Linked DNA regions of Rattus norvegicus: region 1 is linked to region 2. The links are chromatin contacts, called in public Hi-C maps. All regions are on one chromosome and are shown on one strand. Each heading gives the region's core, a stretch centred on a gene start, on an enhancer-like site or on the middle of the called end of the contact. The rest is flanking DNA. Distances are from core to core; before and after follow the strand shown. Region 1 overlaps Itga9 (integrin subunit alpha 9). Region 2 overlaps Itga9 (integrin subunit alpha 9).

Region 1 (7,234 bases), core at 214-2,713, 220 kb before region 2:
CTGGAACTCAGGTCTTCTGGGACCTTAGGTCCATCAGAGCTTATAAGTGGGCCTCATGTATGGTCCACTGTTGGAAGTTTCTAGAAGGTTCCATGGAGCCACCAAGATTTTGTAAAACCCCTTAGCATCTGTTCTTGAGAGATTTAAAGATAAAAAGTGTACCAAGAATTGCTCTGGGTCCTCAATTCTGCTCCCACTGGAGTACAAACCTTGTGGTGGGTATCTGAGGTTTGGTTTTGAGAACTCTTGCTCTCAGACCATCTGTCTCCTTTCATTCTCAAGTGTGTGGTCTCCCCTTCCCCAGTTTGTTCCACCCAGAAGGGACAATGCTGACAGGCCCAGAGAAGTTTTCTGCACAGAAGTTCCAGTGAAGACCCCCGAGCCCCAAGGCCTGGCTATCACACTGCACCCCTGGTTGGTACCCAGAAAGCCTTGTAGGATAGACCTCCCTGAAATCAGAGGCAGGCCAAGAGTTCCTTGGCATTCTGAAAACTGGTGCTCTGGCCTTCCAGGCAGGGGGAGAAACCTGATTGCCAACCCACCCTAGCTGGTTTCACGTAAGAGCGAGTCCCCAATGTGAGAAGATCATGGTGACACCCGGCTACAGGTGCCAGCAGAGAGGGGGTAGAGGTTGGGAGCGGCAGCAAAGTGCATGAGAAACAGCCAGGCCTTGCTGGACAGAGTCACAGCCAGAACTAATTTCTTCTTCCACAGGGCATCTCTGGGATGGTGCGTGTGCAGGGAAGTGATGGTCAGGGGATCTGATGCCTTATGACAGTCTGCCCCCAGTGGAATGTGGGGCAGGAAGCAGAAGCTGAAGTTGGTGGTGGTAGATGAAAACCTCGCCAACATGCTCCTGACTGTGCTTATACGGGAATCATTTTAATCAGGAAATAACCCACTTTTCTGGGAGGCTCAGGGTGGTCTTGGTTCAGCAGGAGACTGAAGGCTCCCGGGGTCTCTATGGTGTCTGATCTGGTGCAGCTAAAATTCAGCCACTCAGTCCCTGACAAGGGTCACCACAGGGAGGCACTCCTCTGAGAGGATGAACAGGTCACAGTCACGGTAACATCCAGGACCAGCTCTGAGTGCCCTTCACACTTTCACATCTGCTTCACAACAGTCCCGTGGGCCAGGGCCGTATCTGGTGCCATTTTAAAGATGGATTTATAGGAAGATAAGAAGGCAGACCTGTAGAGGGGCTCTTGAGAGTGGGCCATGCACCATACCCACACCCTAGCACTGGGTTCAGTGGTCAAGGACAGACTGTGGTGGAGTCAGGGAGGAAGACAGACATCCACCCTCTTTTTACCCAGAATTCTTCATGGTGACCCATTTTGCCACCGTCTCCTCTCAGCTCCCAACCGAAAGCTGACTGCTGGCCAGCCCACGGGAGGTATGAGTGCCTGCAGGCTGGGAGGCCAGGCCACTCTGTGCTGTCTCTGGGCCTGGAAGGGGAACAGAGTACCCTGGAATGTTGTGTTTGGAAGGCCGTTCCCAGATCAGTCCTTGGCCTTGGCTGACAGATAAGGACCTGAGGCCTTAAGATTGGTGAATTATCCAAGGTCACATGGTTGGCTGTTAGCAGCAGCCTGGACCCAGAAGAAGGAACCCAGAGAGCGGATGCTATCCCACCCACCACTCTTGTCCTCTGTCCCCTCCCCTCTTATTTCATTGAACACGATGATCTCAAACTGCATCCTTGTCCTGTGTTTGACAGAGTTCACTCATCTCTATGGTCTACAATGTCTGCACAGCACAGGCCTCTGCCTCTGCGGATCAGCACCTAGGGTCAGGTCGATGACTTGACTGTTGTGAATCATGTGGTACGCTTCCAGACAATGTGTGCCCATGTTTGTGTTTGCCGGCACATGTGTACACAGAGACCTGAGGACGACCTTGAGCATCAGCTCCAGAGATGCCATCTCCCTTCTCTGAGGTGGCCTCGGTGGCCTGGAACTTACCAGTTAGACTAGATGGCCTGTCTGGTGACCCCTAAGGATCCTCCTGTCCCTAGTTCCCCAGCACTAGGATTACGAACGCGAGCCCTGACCCCTAGCTTTTTTTTCTTTAAAGATTTATTTATTAATTATATATAAGTACACTGTAGCTGTCTTCAGACACACCAGAAGACGACATTGGATCTCATCACAGATGGTTGTGAACCACCATGTGGTTGCTGGGAGTTGAACCCAGGGGTCCTGCTAGGACTCAGGACCTCTGGAAGAGCAGTCAGTGCTCTTAACCACTGAGCCATCTCTCCATTCCTGACCCCTATCTTTTTAGTGTGGGTGCTGGGGATTGAACTCAGGTCTTCGTGCTAGTAAGGTGAGCACGTCACCCTCTGAGCTGCCTCTCCAACCTCATGGACTTTTTTGGCTTTTATAGACAGGGTTTCTCTGTATAGCTCTGGCTGTCCTGGAACTCGCTCTGTAGACTAGACTGGCCCCGAACACAGAGATTTGTCTGCCTCTGCCTCCCAACAGCTGGGGTTAAAGGCGTGTGCCACCATGTCTGGTTACGCTCTTGAATATTCAGCGGTACCCACTGCAGCCCAGTTCTGCTTCTTCACAACCATGACAACTTGAGTCTCCTGGGCCTTGGTTTCCTTATCCCTAGAATTAGCACAGTGGCCTACACGGTTACTCCTCGGAGCTGATCACAGGCTTCCCGGATCATATGTATGGCTTCCCTGGAGCATCCCGTGTCTGTGAGAATGGAGGAGGATGTGTGTGCCACGGTGCATATGTGGAGGTCAGAGTCAGTTCTGTCCTGCCATTAGGGTCCTGGGAATCAAACTCAGGTCGCTCGACTTACTAAACAGCACCTTTACTCACAGAGCCAACTTCTCAGCCAGGGGCCACCTCATCTCCCATTCTGTAGATAAGCAATTGCTAAAACCTTACCCCACGGGCTGGTTAGTTTTGTCTAGAGAACTTCAGTTGTTAAAACAAGACAAACGAAAACAGATCAGCCTTGGGAAAACCCATCATGAATTCTCTTGATTAATGGTTAATGCCGGAGGGCCCAGCTCACTGTGGGCAGTGCCATCTCCGGGCTCATGGTTCTGGGTGCTGTAAAAAAAAGTCAGGTTGAGTGAGCCAAGGACAGGAAGCTAGTGACAGGACTTCTCCATGGCCTCTGCATCAGTTCCTGCCTTCAGGTTCCTTCCCTGGCTGGCTTCCTGCACAGTGGACTGTACGCTGTAAGCCAAATAAACCCTTTCCTCACCAAGTTGCTTTTGGCTGTGGATGTTTATCGAAGCGAGAGAAAGCAAATTAGAATACTCCCTCAACATGGCTCTAATCATCTTTGGTCAAAATCGTGAGGAAATGAAAGGATCTTCCCATGTCACACCAAGCGCCCCACTGCTTGTGTTCAACAGCTCCATCTGCAGCCGGCTGAGGGCCCTGTGGCCTCTGCCCCTTGCTCACCTCTGCCCACTCACTCTCATACTTTCCCAGACTGCCGGAGCCCAAATGCCTTCCCACGACAGGACCCCTGGGAGTTGAGGGAGGCCCGTGGCTATTGGAATCTGCACAAAAGAACTTACTAAGTCCACAACTGGGGACAAGAGGGCTCGGGGCACATTGTTGAGGCTGGATTCTGCTGGCACAGTTATTGAGGGTTGAGTTGTTATCTGCCCTCTCCAAACCTGACCCCAGAGAAAACACTGTGTAAGCTGAAACCAAGGGAGGGTGGCGGTGTGGGAGACTGTCAGGAGCCCACACTGTTGGAACCCAAGATGGCATGGACATCTCGCGGTAGGAGAGTCATCCTGGGTGAGTGACTGGAGGTGGCTAAGGTGTCGGAGGAGGGTGTCCCATGTCCTCTAAGTAGTCTCACTTTACTCATCATAGGGGTGAAGCCTGAACTGAGGTTCTTGGCCAAGGAAAGATGGCCTTTCCTTTGGACATTACCAGCTTCGGTCTCCAGGGGAGGAAGGGATGGCCGTGTAGGCTGTGGTCAGAGGGACCAGGATGCTCCCACATGTGAGGCTCAGGATCAGTGTGTCTGTTATAGGTGACAGGCTTGTTCTTCTACACCCACCCCTCAAGCTCATCTCTCTGGGAGCCAGGTGAGTTGTCTGTGAGCCCTCTGTGTGCAGATGTAGAAGATAACCCTGGTTTCCATGGGGCTCCATTCCAACAGATGGGACACACACTGGGCGCTTGCCTCACCTTTGTGCAGGGAGCGCTGCCGTCGGAATGGAGACCCCATGACTGTCTAAGCGGGGGCTTGGCGAGATGTTTTAAATGATATATGAAAAACTACATATTTGTGAGCATAGCGTGAGTTTTCTTGTTAAAGGATTTTTAATGGTGTGTGTGTGTGTGTGTGTGTGTGTGTGTGTGTGTGTGTGTGAACAGACCATCAAGTCCCTGGAGCGTTCATCGTCTTGGATGTCTGTCTGTCTGTGTTGGAGATATTCAGTGCCTTCTGTTAGCTTCCTCACTGCACCTCATCCGTGTCAAACCCCAAGTCCGTTTTCTCCACCCACCCCTGGCTCTGGTGGACACTGCTTCACACACTACCGTGAGGTTACCCTTTCTAGTTTCTGCTTGTGGAGAACATGTCTAGTTTTATTCTATGTCTGCTGAACTTAACACCTAACAGAATATCCTCTGGTTTCATCCATGTTGCCACAAATGACAGGATCACACTTTTTGGTTAGAGCTGAATAATACTCCACTGTTAGTTGACCATTGATGACAGACAGACAGACAGACAGGGGGGGCCCAGAATTCAGAGAGAAAGGAATAGCAGAGTCTGAAGGTGCACACTGTGGCCTTGAGTTCAACCTTGGACAGGCATCAGAGGGAGGCAGGAGGGACGGCCTGGATGGAGGAGGACTCCTGGTGTGGTGGTGTGAACGTGCCCTTCCCCACGCTCACATGCTGGTGTACCTGGGAGACGTGGCCTCAGGGCATATGAGGTTCTTCCTTCATAAATGAATTAATCTATTTAAGCGCCGTGGGGGCTGGTGGATTACTATGAGATTGTTTATGTATTTATATATTTATCTACGTATTTATTTATTTTTGATATAGGGTCTCACTATGTAGCTTTGACTGCCCTAAAGGGTCACTGTGTAGATCAGGCTGGCCTTGAGTTCACAGAGATCTACCTGCCTTTGCTTCCTGAGGGCTAGGATCGAAGGTGTACACCACCATGTGCCCTAAGACTGCTGTCATAGCAGGTGAGGACTCTGCCCCATTAACAAGAAGCTTTCACGGTGAGGTGCCAGGACCTTGACTTGGTAGTTTCCTAAACCACCTGCCACAGGAACTGTATGTTCTCTACTTTGCACAACAAAGCAAGGGCCTTGTAAGCAGGTCTTAGGAGTAGGTTGGCTCTGGAGAAGGATGGGGGAGGAAGATGTGAGGTTTGAGATGAGCCTGTTAACCTGACCCCAGAACTAAGGATGCACTCAGGCTGCAGTGTTCTCGGCACTTTCCTTTCTTTCTTCGGCTTACGTCGCTCTGGCCGGCTTGGAACTCACAAAGACCCACCTGCTCCTGCCTCCTGAATGTGTACGACTGCGCCTGGTTTTATTTTAACAGCACGTCTGAGGCCTGGATGTGTCTTTCATCAGCTTTAGCCCACTCTCCTGATTACACACTGCTTGGCCGGGGTTTCACTGAGAAGGTCATCAGAATTTGCCTGGCTCTGTGCCTCTGGTGCACGGTCAGAGAGATAGGTAACTGGAAACCTGAACACTGCATCACTCAGGAGCCGGGCTAGGAGTCTCCCTCAGTGTAGCCTTGGGGGGGAGTAGACTTGAAACTAGCCTAGAGCTGACTGGCGAAGGAGCACAGGTTCATTCTTGTCAAGAACATGTGTTTCCCGTTAACTCCTGTTTCTCTGTCAGCCGACATTCTGCTCCCTGTCACTTCCTTGGGCCACTTTTTTGTATCATGTTACACACGCACAGCTGCTGGCAAGTGGGTAAACATGACCAGGCCCGTGACTTAACTGCTGGGCCCCTCCGGATTCTCTGAATTCACACGCCCTTTGAGGTGGGACACCAAGGGAATGTTGTGAATACCAGCTCTGCTAATTCAACCACCAACTACCTACTCTGGGAGTGGAGAGATCAGGAGACAGGGCGATCACCATACCACTGTGGTAGCTTACCGTGTTCCAGAGCGGTTGTGGGGATGTTCATTTCAGGACTCACTAAAATGCTTGGGACATGATACCAATTGGTTAATTATACCCATCCTAACATAAATGAGCCAATTACATTCTGTTCCATTCAGCAAAAAGCAAACTCAGTCACCTCCCATTTTTATCTTGTATTAAGTTACATTGTTGCGAACGACTACCAGGTGTTTCTGGGTGCTATCTGACCGATGGTCAGATGGCGGTGTTCTCCTAAAGGGGCCAAAGGTTTGCACGTTCAGCTTCCAGCCGCATGGTGCTTCAGACCCACAGAGAGTTGAAGTCACTCCTGTTTTGTTCCAGCAGGGATGGGGCCTGAGATGGAACTAACAGTACTGGTGAGGTCTCGGCTGTTATGTTACCCACACTTTGAAAGGCTGAGAACATGCTTCTGGATGTCAATGTCCCACCACTGAAAGACAACGAGAAGTTTCCTTCTAAAGAGGGAAGAGTTCTTATACTCTGTGGAAGACTCCTTGCCTACAGTTTGTCATGTGATACTTCTTTGTCTCTCTTTGTGTGTATGTGTACACGTGTCCGTGTGTGTACACACGTATGTGTGTAGGTATGTGTGAGTGCACACAGCAATTCTTATAGTCTGTGGAAGACTCCCTGCTTATCAGTTTGGCAGATACTTTGCTGTCTGTCCATCTGTCTGTCTCTCTGTCTGTATGTCTATCTGTCTCTGTGTGTGTCTACACATGTGTCAGTGTATGTATACATGTATGTGTATGTGTGAGCACACACACAGTAATTCTTACACTTTGTGGAAGACTCCCTGCTTATCAGTTTGGCACATGATAATTCTCTGTTTGTCTCTCTGTGTATACATGTTGTCAGTGTGTATACACGTGTGTGTGTGTGTGTGTGTGTGTGTGTGTGTGTGTGTACACAGAGCAAGTCTTATACTCTGTGGAATACTCCATGCTTATCAGTTTGGCATGATTCTTTTCTGTCTGTCTGTCCATCTCTCCCTCTTTATGTACATACACATACATAGATACATGACATACATATATACATGTGTGTCAGTGTGTGCACATGTATGTGTGTGTATGTGTGAGCACAC
Region 2 (7,215 bases), core at 4,365-6,864:
CAGGCCCCTTTGCTACAGCCCTGTAAGGGGCAGGCAAACAGGCCAGTCCCCAGAGAATGAGACGCCATGTTTGCCTATGTGCTCCAGAACCAGACAATTGACAAGGCAGAGCGAGAAGGAACATGAAATCTCATAACACAAACAGGCAGGAAAATATGGCATGGGACACACGTCCTCTCCAGCCTTCCAGGGAGTAAGGGATGGGGCACAAGCTGACATGGCAGAAGAACATGTAACTCAAGGTTGTTTGACAGATAGGGACACCGGGCCTGCTTGTATTGGATCTCCTTGAATCACAGTGTAATCAATACCTGCTACTTTATTCCATTTTGTTTGTGTGTGTGTGCACGCACGCGCGCACACGCATGTACATATGTGTTCATGTGTGTGCCTGTTCATACATGTGCAGGTATATATGCCCATTTCTGTCTCCGCAACACTGAGGTTACAGGATCATGGCACCACTCTTGGCTTTACCACATGCATTCTGAGTGATCCAAGGATCTCACTCTCCTCCTCATACATGTGCAACAAGACTCTACCAATTGAGCCAGATCCTTGGCCCCAGGATCTGTCATTTTATATCCAAAATCTCAAACACAAAGACCAAAGATACAGGCTTTCGTCTGCACGAAAGAAGTAAAATGAAAATTAGCACCTCAAGTGTGCTCACATGCGCTAAGTGGTGTGAGTCCTCAGTAGCGTCCAACTCATGACACTGAGTGCTGGAGACCGCAGCAACCTGGAGCCCTCGGGCTGGCTGAGGTAGCAGCCCCACCCAGCTGTGGCTAACTACCCTCACCAGGAGGGCTGGCTCCAGCACATCAGCTTTTCATCCCCAAGAGAAGCTCTCGGTGTTGACTGGAAGGTACTTGTTTCACATGCTGAGAATGTGTTCATTTCTTCTAGACTAATCGCTATGGGGTTGGCGGCCTGGGGCTGTGATCCCAGCTACTGAGAAGGTTGAGATGGGAAAACCCAAAGTACAAGGGCTTAGCAAATCCCTCCCTCAAAAGTAAAACAGGGGCTGGAGCGATGGCTCGGTGGTTACGAGCATACAAGACTCTCGCAGAGATCCCGAGTTCTGTTCCCTGCACCCACACCGAACAGCTCACAAACCCCTCTACCTTTAGTTCCAGGGGGCACATCACGGGCGCACGAGGGGACTGCACACACCCACGCACATGTACGATAGTGTAAAATTATAAAAATAAAAAAACTGTAAGGAATGGTTAGAGAAGAGGTAAGGATGGATAGCACAGTGCTGAGAGAGCTTCGCTTGGCAAATGAGAGATCTAGGCTAAGACACGGTTCTGTGATACAGGTACAAAGGAATCCTGTGCGTGCCAAACAGAAGCTTGCAAGCCGAGCCTGCCCTAAAGGGCTGCAGGTTCGAAACCCCCTCTAACACAAAGAAGAGAGAATGTAATGTTGTTTTTAAATGAATGCTTTCTAATAGAAAGACCTGGAGTGTTCTCTTGCTTCTGAGTCTTGTTGGCAGCTGACATCGGGGAGTTTGAGAGAGGCAAGAATTCTCCAAACTGCTTCCTGCAGTTAACGCTGGCCCTGGTGGACTGGGGAAAGTGGCTTAGAAACCCAGGCAAGGGAGAAGAGCACAGCGGACAGCTGTTCTCTGGCTGAGCCCCAGGAGGTGATTAGCTTAATCCCAGTGGGCGATTTATCTTGGTGTCTTCATGGGTGTTCAATCAAAAACCCTTCAGTTTGTAAAATGCGGATGGACAACTTTACCGATAACACTTCAGCGTGTCCAAGGACACGTTCTGAAGCGAGAGTTACTTAACTGGAGGTCCTCAGCGGCTTCGGGTGTAACTGCATTCACACCTGAACCACAGACTTAGTCATGGCTCCTGTGTTTAGTGTTTGTAGGGCGTCAGCTCAAGAAACAGACCTCTTTTCCAATTTGTGTTGTTATTAGCTTTCTTTCTTCCTGAGAGGGAGCCAGGGCACCAGGCAATTTGAACTGAACTGGAGCCAAACAAAAGCAGAAGTGGTGGGCGGCTATGGGAGCTGGAACCTCCTGCTGTCTGTGTTGCCCTGAACAAAAGGCCAAAGTCAGAGGCTTGCTTTGGAGGCCTGGGGGTTGGGGGGGGGTCATGTCCTCTCCCTATGAGATAATGGGGGCCAGAGAATGAGAATCTCCTGTAGCAATAAGCAGAAGGTGTCGATAGAGTGGAAAGGCTTATGGTGTAGGGTTAATTCCAGAGCAGGACAAAGGCTCTGCCGAGAAGAACCCTAAGGAGAGGGATCCAGGAGGGGGCCCAGGTGGTAAGGCACCTGCTGTGCAAACCTGAGGACTAGAGTCTGAGCATCCTGGGGCTGAGGAAGCAGGGGACAGGGGCATCCCTGCAGCTCACAGCCCAGCCAGCCCAGCTGAGGGCCTCTCTCACAATAAGGTAGAGAGTGACTGAGGAAGACATGTATGCACATATATACATGTACACACATGCACACGTGCACATACGTGTGCATATCTGCATGACACACACAGAAAGAAGGATGGAGGGAGATTGGAAGTAAGGAGGGGCAGGGGAGACGGCTGTGGAGCTGGGGTAAAGCACCTTAACCCGTCAGTCTCTGCATGGAAGAACCTGACTGGTCCCATCATAAGGAGGCCATTCAAACAGACCTGCGTCTTCTCTAGAACCCATTGCATTGGTCCTCAGGCAGCTCAGACACGGGTTCTCGAAGGCTACAGGCATCCACATCGTTGCCTAAAGCTGACTCACTGAGACACAACTGGCCAAGGAAGCCACTCTCCAGACCTAACCAGATTGACGATGAAGGACACTCAGCAAACAGCATGGAGGTGCGTTCCCCTTCTTCAGCCACCCCAAAAGAATGCTCACACTGTCACGTGTAGGCACATTATCCACGGTGGACCCCACCAGCCATTTGTTATGTGACAGTCACACCCTACTTGGGGTTTTCTTTGCGGGGGAGGGCGATCTTTTTTATATATCACCAATAGTATGTAGCTATCTCTTTCCTAACTTCAGGGTTGCATACAAAACTTAGTTTGCGAATTTTTCACGGTTACTTTCTGACACTAGTATTTGGGGGTTTGGGAGATGTTAAAATAGCGCACGCCAGCACACCTCCGAGAGCTGAGAGCAAAGCCGAGTTTGTGGGTACATTTTTTTTTCACGCAAAGGTTATGATCATTATATACTGAGTGTACGTTCTAAAGCTGCTAAAATCGCAACCACTGGAAAGAATAACAAGTACACGGCAGCGAGGGTTTTGGAACCCCGAATATCATTCACCGTCGGAACACCGTGAAATGGTTCCAGGCTGCTGTGCAGCAGGAACAACTCGGACAGGAAGGAAGCAAGCGGGAACCGGGGAAGTGGGCCAGGAAGGAGTAATCACTGTTGCCCCTCGTCTCGGGGAAACTGGGCAAAGCCTCCTGGCACCTCCCTCCCACATTTCATGCACCCTAAGCTTTGTCCCAGAGCCAACTAAAGCCTCCAGCAGCCTCCATAGAGTCCCACAATCCTCCTGGCCTCAGCCTCATTCCCCTGAGCCCCTAAGCTCAGCCACACCTTCCTGCTGATCCAAGCTACATAAACACAGGCAGGATGGGAAGCCCAGGAAAAGGAAGTGAACGAATCACCGAACCGATCTACCGACTTAATCTCACGGGTCACAGTGGAAACTTTCAGGAAGCAGGGGTGGAGATGGGCATAGTAGAGTGTCCCAGGTAGGTAGCCCTTCTCCAAGGCAGCCTTCGGAAATGGCTTTGTGGTTTATTTTATACTCAATGTCCTAAGAAGACAAAGTCGTTACCCAAGACATTTATATCTGAGAATAGTAGGATAGAGTGACAAAATCAAACAAGCAAGCAAGCAAGCAAACAAACAAACAAAAATGTAAAGCCCACACCATAGTGTTTAAGGAACTGTAATTTTGTGTTGTACCGCATTTGTGGTGGTGGACACAGCCTCTAGGTTGTAGATTGAACATCCCTGTACGGAGATCTAAGGTGAGTTTTATTTTCATTTTCTTTATGTGACAGCTGTCCCCCTGGTATGACGATGATGTAAGGAGAAGACATCAGTCAGATGAGACAGAGACAATATCTGTCTGCCTGTACCCCTTGAAAGCGATCGCTTCTGTGGCTGCCCTTGACGGTACCGATCTTTTGGGGTTGGAGATGTGTGTCCATGAGACAGTCAGAGGGAGACAAAGGTGAAGGGAGGAGGCAAAGAGACAACATGCTTCATTTGCATGCCAGCACCTGGTTGTGACAGCTTTTAAAGCACACCTGTAACTTAGCCATGTGGAGACTCATGTGGTACATGTCTCCTCAGATGAGCATGAACCCTAGGTTATAGGTGACCTCGACGGGAACTGGCTCTCACACGAACCACATCAAGAACTCACCTTTTTCCCTGATGCCTGGAAGATCTTTATTAAGGTCCCTGATCTTCGGTCAGCTCTAAATATATAAACCTATGGAGGGGGAAAAGAAAATCCTAGTCAGAATGAGAGCTCTGACTAAAGGTGTTCATAGTCTTTGTCTTCCTTTTGTCTCCCACAGAGGTACGCACACAGATTCATGGTAACAAAGGTATGGACAGAACTCTCCATGACTTGCGAAGAAAGCTTCCCTCAACCCTGGGGCAGAAAGGATCACCACGGCTCCTGAACCACACAGTTTGTAGAGACCACACACAAGAAGACCAGGAAGCCTCCCCAGTTAGAACCAAGCGATTCAACCCTTGGTAGATAGACAAGCTTTCTCTTTAAATTAACTCTTCCTGTCCTGGGAGGTAAGCTTTAATGGATGGCACAACCTAAGACAAATGGGTGAATGTTGGCACTGGTGATTACCTCCCCAAACCGATCCCCTGTAGGATCTCTGGCCCCTCGGGTTACATCTCCTTCAAAAAGTATTTCTGTTCTGTCTCTGTCTCTGTCTCTGTCTCTGTCTCTCTCTTGTCTCTGTCTTTCTCTCTCTATCTCTGTCTTTCTCTCTCTATCTCTGTCTTTTTCTCTCTGTGTCTCTCTCTGTGCATGCGTGCGTGTTTGTGTGCGTGTGTGTGTGTGTGTGTGTGTGTGTGTGTGTGAATGTATACCACATGTGTGTGGTATGTGGAGAGGCCAGAAGAGGGCATCAGATCTCCCAGAGCTGGAGTTACCGGGGACTGTGAGCTGCTTGTATGTCTGGGGACTAAACTCCCGTCATCTAGGAGGGCAGCAGGCACTCTTACTCACTGAGCCGTGGCTCCAGCCCTTCTGGTTACACAGGACACAAAGATGAGCTAATGAGAAGTAGGGCTGAGGGCTCTTTCCCCAGCTAAGGAACAGCATGTTGGTGTGAAGGCCCTGACGCTCTCACACCAGTAAAGAAGATGACCCGAATCCTAAAGGTCACCATGAAGAAGTCTAGGAGCCCTGCTTCCTCCCCAGGAGGCGCCATGACCACTGGGGTGTCTCCTTTCATGGCGTACAGGAATTCATGTGACTCAGACAGAGCCAGTTCTGGACAGAAGTTATCAGAGTTCAACTACGCAATCCTCCACAGCCTCCAGCTCAGCGCCCTGACATTTGGTTTCACTTTCAAAGGACCTCTCTCTGTAGCACCCTACTCCCAAAACACGGGTGGCAGCAACTGCTGCCTCCTGCCCGAGATCATCTGTAGAGAGGACATCATGGGCACATCTCAGGCAAGCAAGTCAGCTGACGCCTTTTAGCTCTCTGACCTCTTGGCCGAAGGTTCTCATGAACCAGGAGAATGGTCTGACAGATCACTCACTGATCTACCCTTTGGACTAACGGCCCTAAGTATACACCATTGTTCAGTTTCCCCCAACACTGGTTTGAACATTAACTGTCCCCATAGGCTCACGAGTTTGAACACCTGGTTCTCAGCTGACGTTTGGAGGGGGGGGGAGCGCGGGGGGGTTGGGGGGGTGGGGGGGAGGTGGAGCCTCGCTGAAGGTCTGTGGGGTCAGGCCTTGAGGTTAGCTTTCGGCTCCTGGAGCATAAATGCAATGTGACCAGACAGCTTCCCGACTGCCGCTAAGCTTTCTGTATCATGACAGAGTATGTCTCCTCAGACTCTAAGCCATGACAAAGACTCCTTTCCCCCAATTGCTTCCTGACAGGTATTCGGTACAGCAATGAGGAGAGCAATGCATACAGCCAGTAAGATGAAAGTGGGATCCTGAGTGGGACTGACTGGACCCTGACAATACCAACAGCCACAGCTCCCCATGTTGGGCCTTAGAGGCCATAACTCCACAGTGTCCTCTACCTTCTTGGAGACACATAGAGAAAGCCATATTTACATGTTCTCAGGTCATAAGAACACAGTGGGGACTTTTTTTTTTCTGAAACACTGGGGAAACAAATAAAACCCACCGTCATGGAGCTCTAAAGACGTTGCAGATGAGATGGGATTCCACCGAGTCAGAGGTAAAGGCTTGGGAAGATGGTGGTATTTGAATCTGTACATCACTGGATGCTCTCCCTATTGGGGGAGGGATTGGGGAAGGGTCCCGTGATGTCTACACACAAAGTTATTTGCCAAGAAGAGAATTGGCAAAGAATAGTATCTATACTCTAAGTTTTCAAGGTGAACTCTCCCAGCGTGAGCAGAGGGAGACGGGCTCCCTGTCTGCTGGTCACTTACACATCAACCCATCTGGGAGTGTTGGGGCAAAACAAACCAGAAATGCCCTCCGGAGAAGCATGTGTGCGCCCCTCCTCTGCCTGGCACCATGACATGCCTCAGGCTTTTCTCCTTACCTTTCCAATGCCTTCATCCTGTGGGGCACCTCCTACCACGTCAGTGACAGACGGATGAGAGAAATGGCCGGCGGTCACTGCATAGCCTAGACAGGATGAAGAGGAAGCAAGGATTTGCTTGATGGAGGTCAGATAAGGGAAAAATTATGCAGCAGAAGAAAGGGCTTCCCAGGTGGGTAAGTAGACATTACAAGCTAGTTATCCTTGGCACATGGACCTCCTGGAGGACAAGTGGCAACTGCCAATCTTTTCATAATAAACATCTTGTCTCACAGAAATGCATGTTTGTGGGGACACTGGAGGACCGTGCCTTAGGATGGTCCTCTATGGAGCAAGGAAGGTGCTACATACTCCCTGTGTTTTTTACTTTGAGGAAATGGAATTCTAGTGACGCAGTCCATACACGAAAAGGTGCAACTCCGTGAATGGCCATGCATATGC

What was found. A called contact is a pair of places that touch in the nucleus more often than the background predicts.
Region 1: a Hi-C map of liver shows a contact between it and region 2, with 2.3 times the contacts expected there. The contact joins two enhancer-like sites. A contact is called at or near these places in 4 of 12 Hi-C or Micro-C datasets (Schwann cells, kidney, liver and 1 more).

The regions. Positions count from the first base shown.
Region 1 is chr8:127,455,015-127,462,248 of GRCr8, reverse strand. The region is part of intron 23 of Itga9 (integrin subunit alpha 9); the gene reads right to left. Among named protein-coding and RNA genes, the nearest start is that of Ctdspl, 62 kb to the left of the region's middle. Within about 2 kb of position 1,463, at least 6 of the 93 cell types and tissues checked have an H3K27ac peak or open chromatin away from gene starts, as enhancers often do. A contact at or near this core is called in liver, where this site is marked.
Region 2 is chr8:127,241,105-127,248,319 of GRCr8, reverse strand. It overlaps Itga9 (integrin subunit alpha 9), which reads right to left. Exons shown (of 28, transcript NM_001420002.1): 7 at 6,775-6,860; 8 at 4,405-4,473. Among named protein-coding and RNA genes, the nearest start is that of Trnaa-ggc2, 14 kb to the left of the region's middle. Within about 2 kb of position 5,614, at least 8 of the 93 cell types and tissues checked have an H3K27ac peak or open chromatin away from gene starts, as enhancers often do. A contact at or near this core is called in liver, where this site is marked.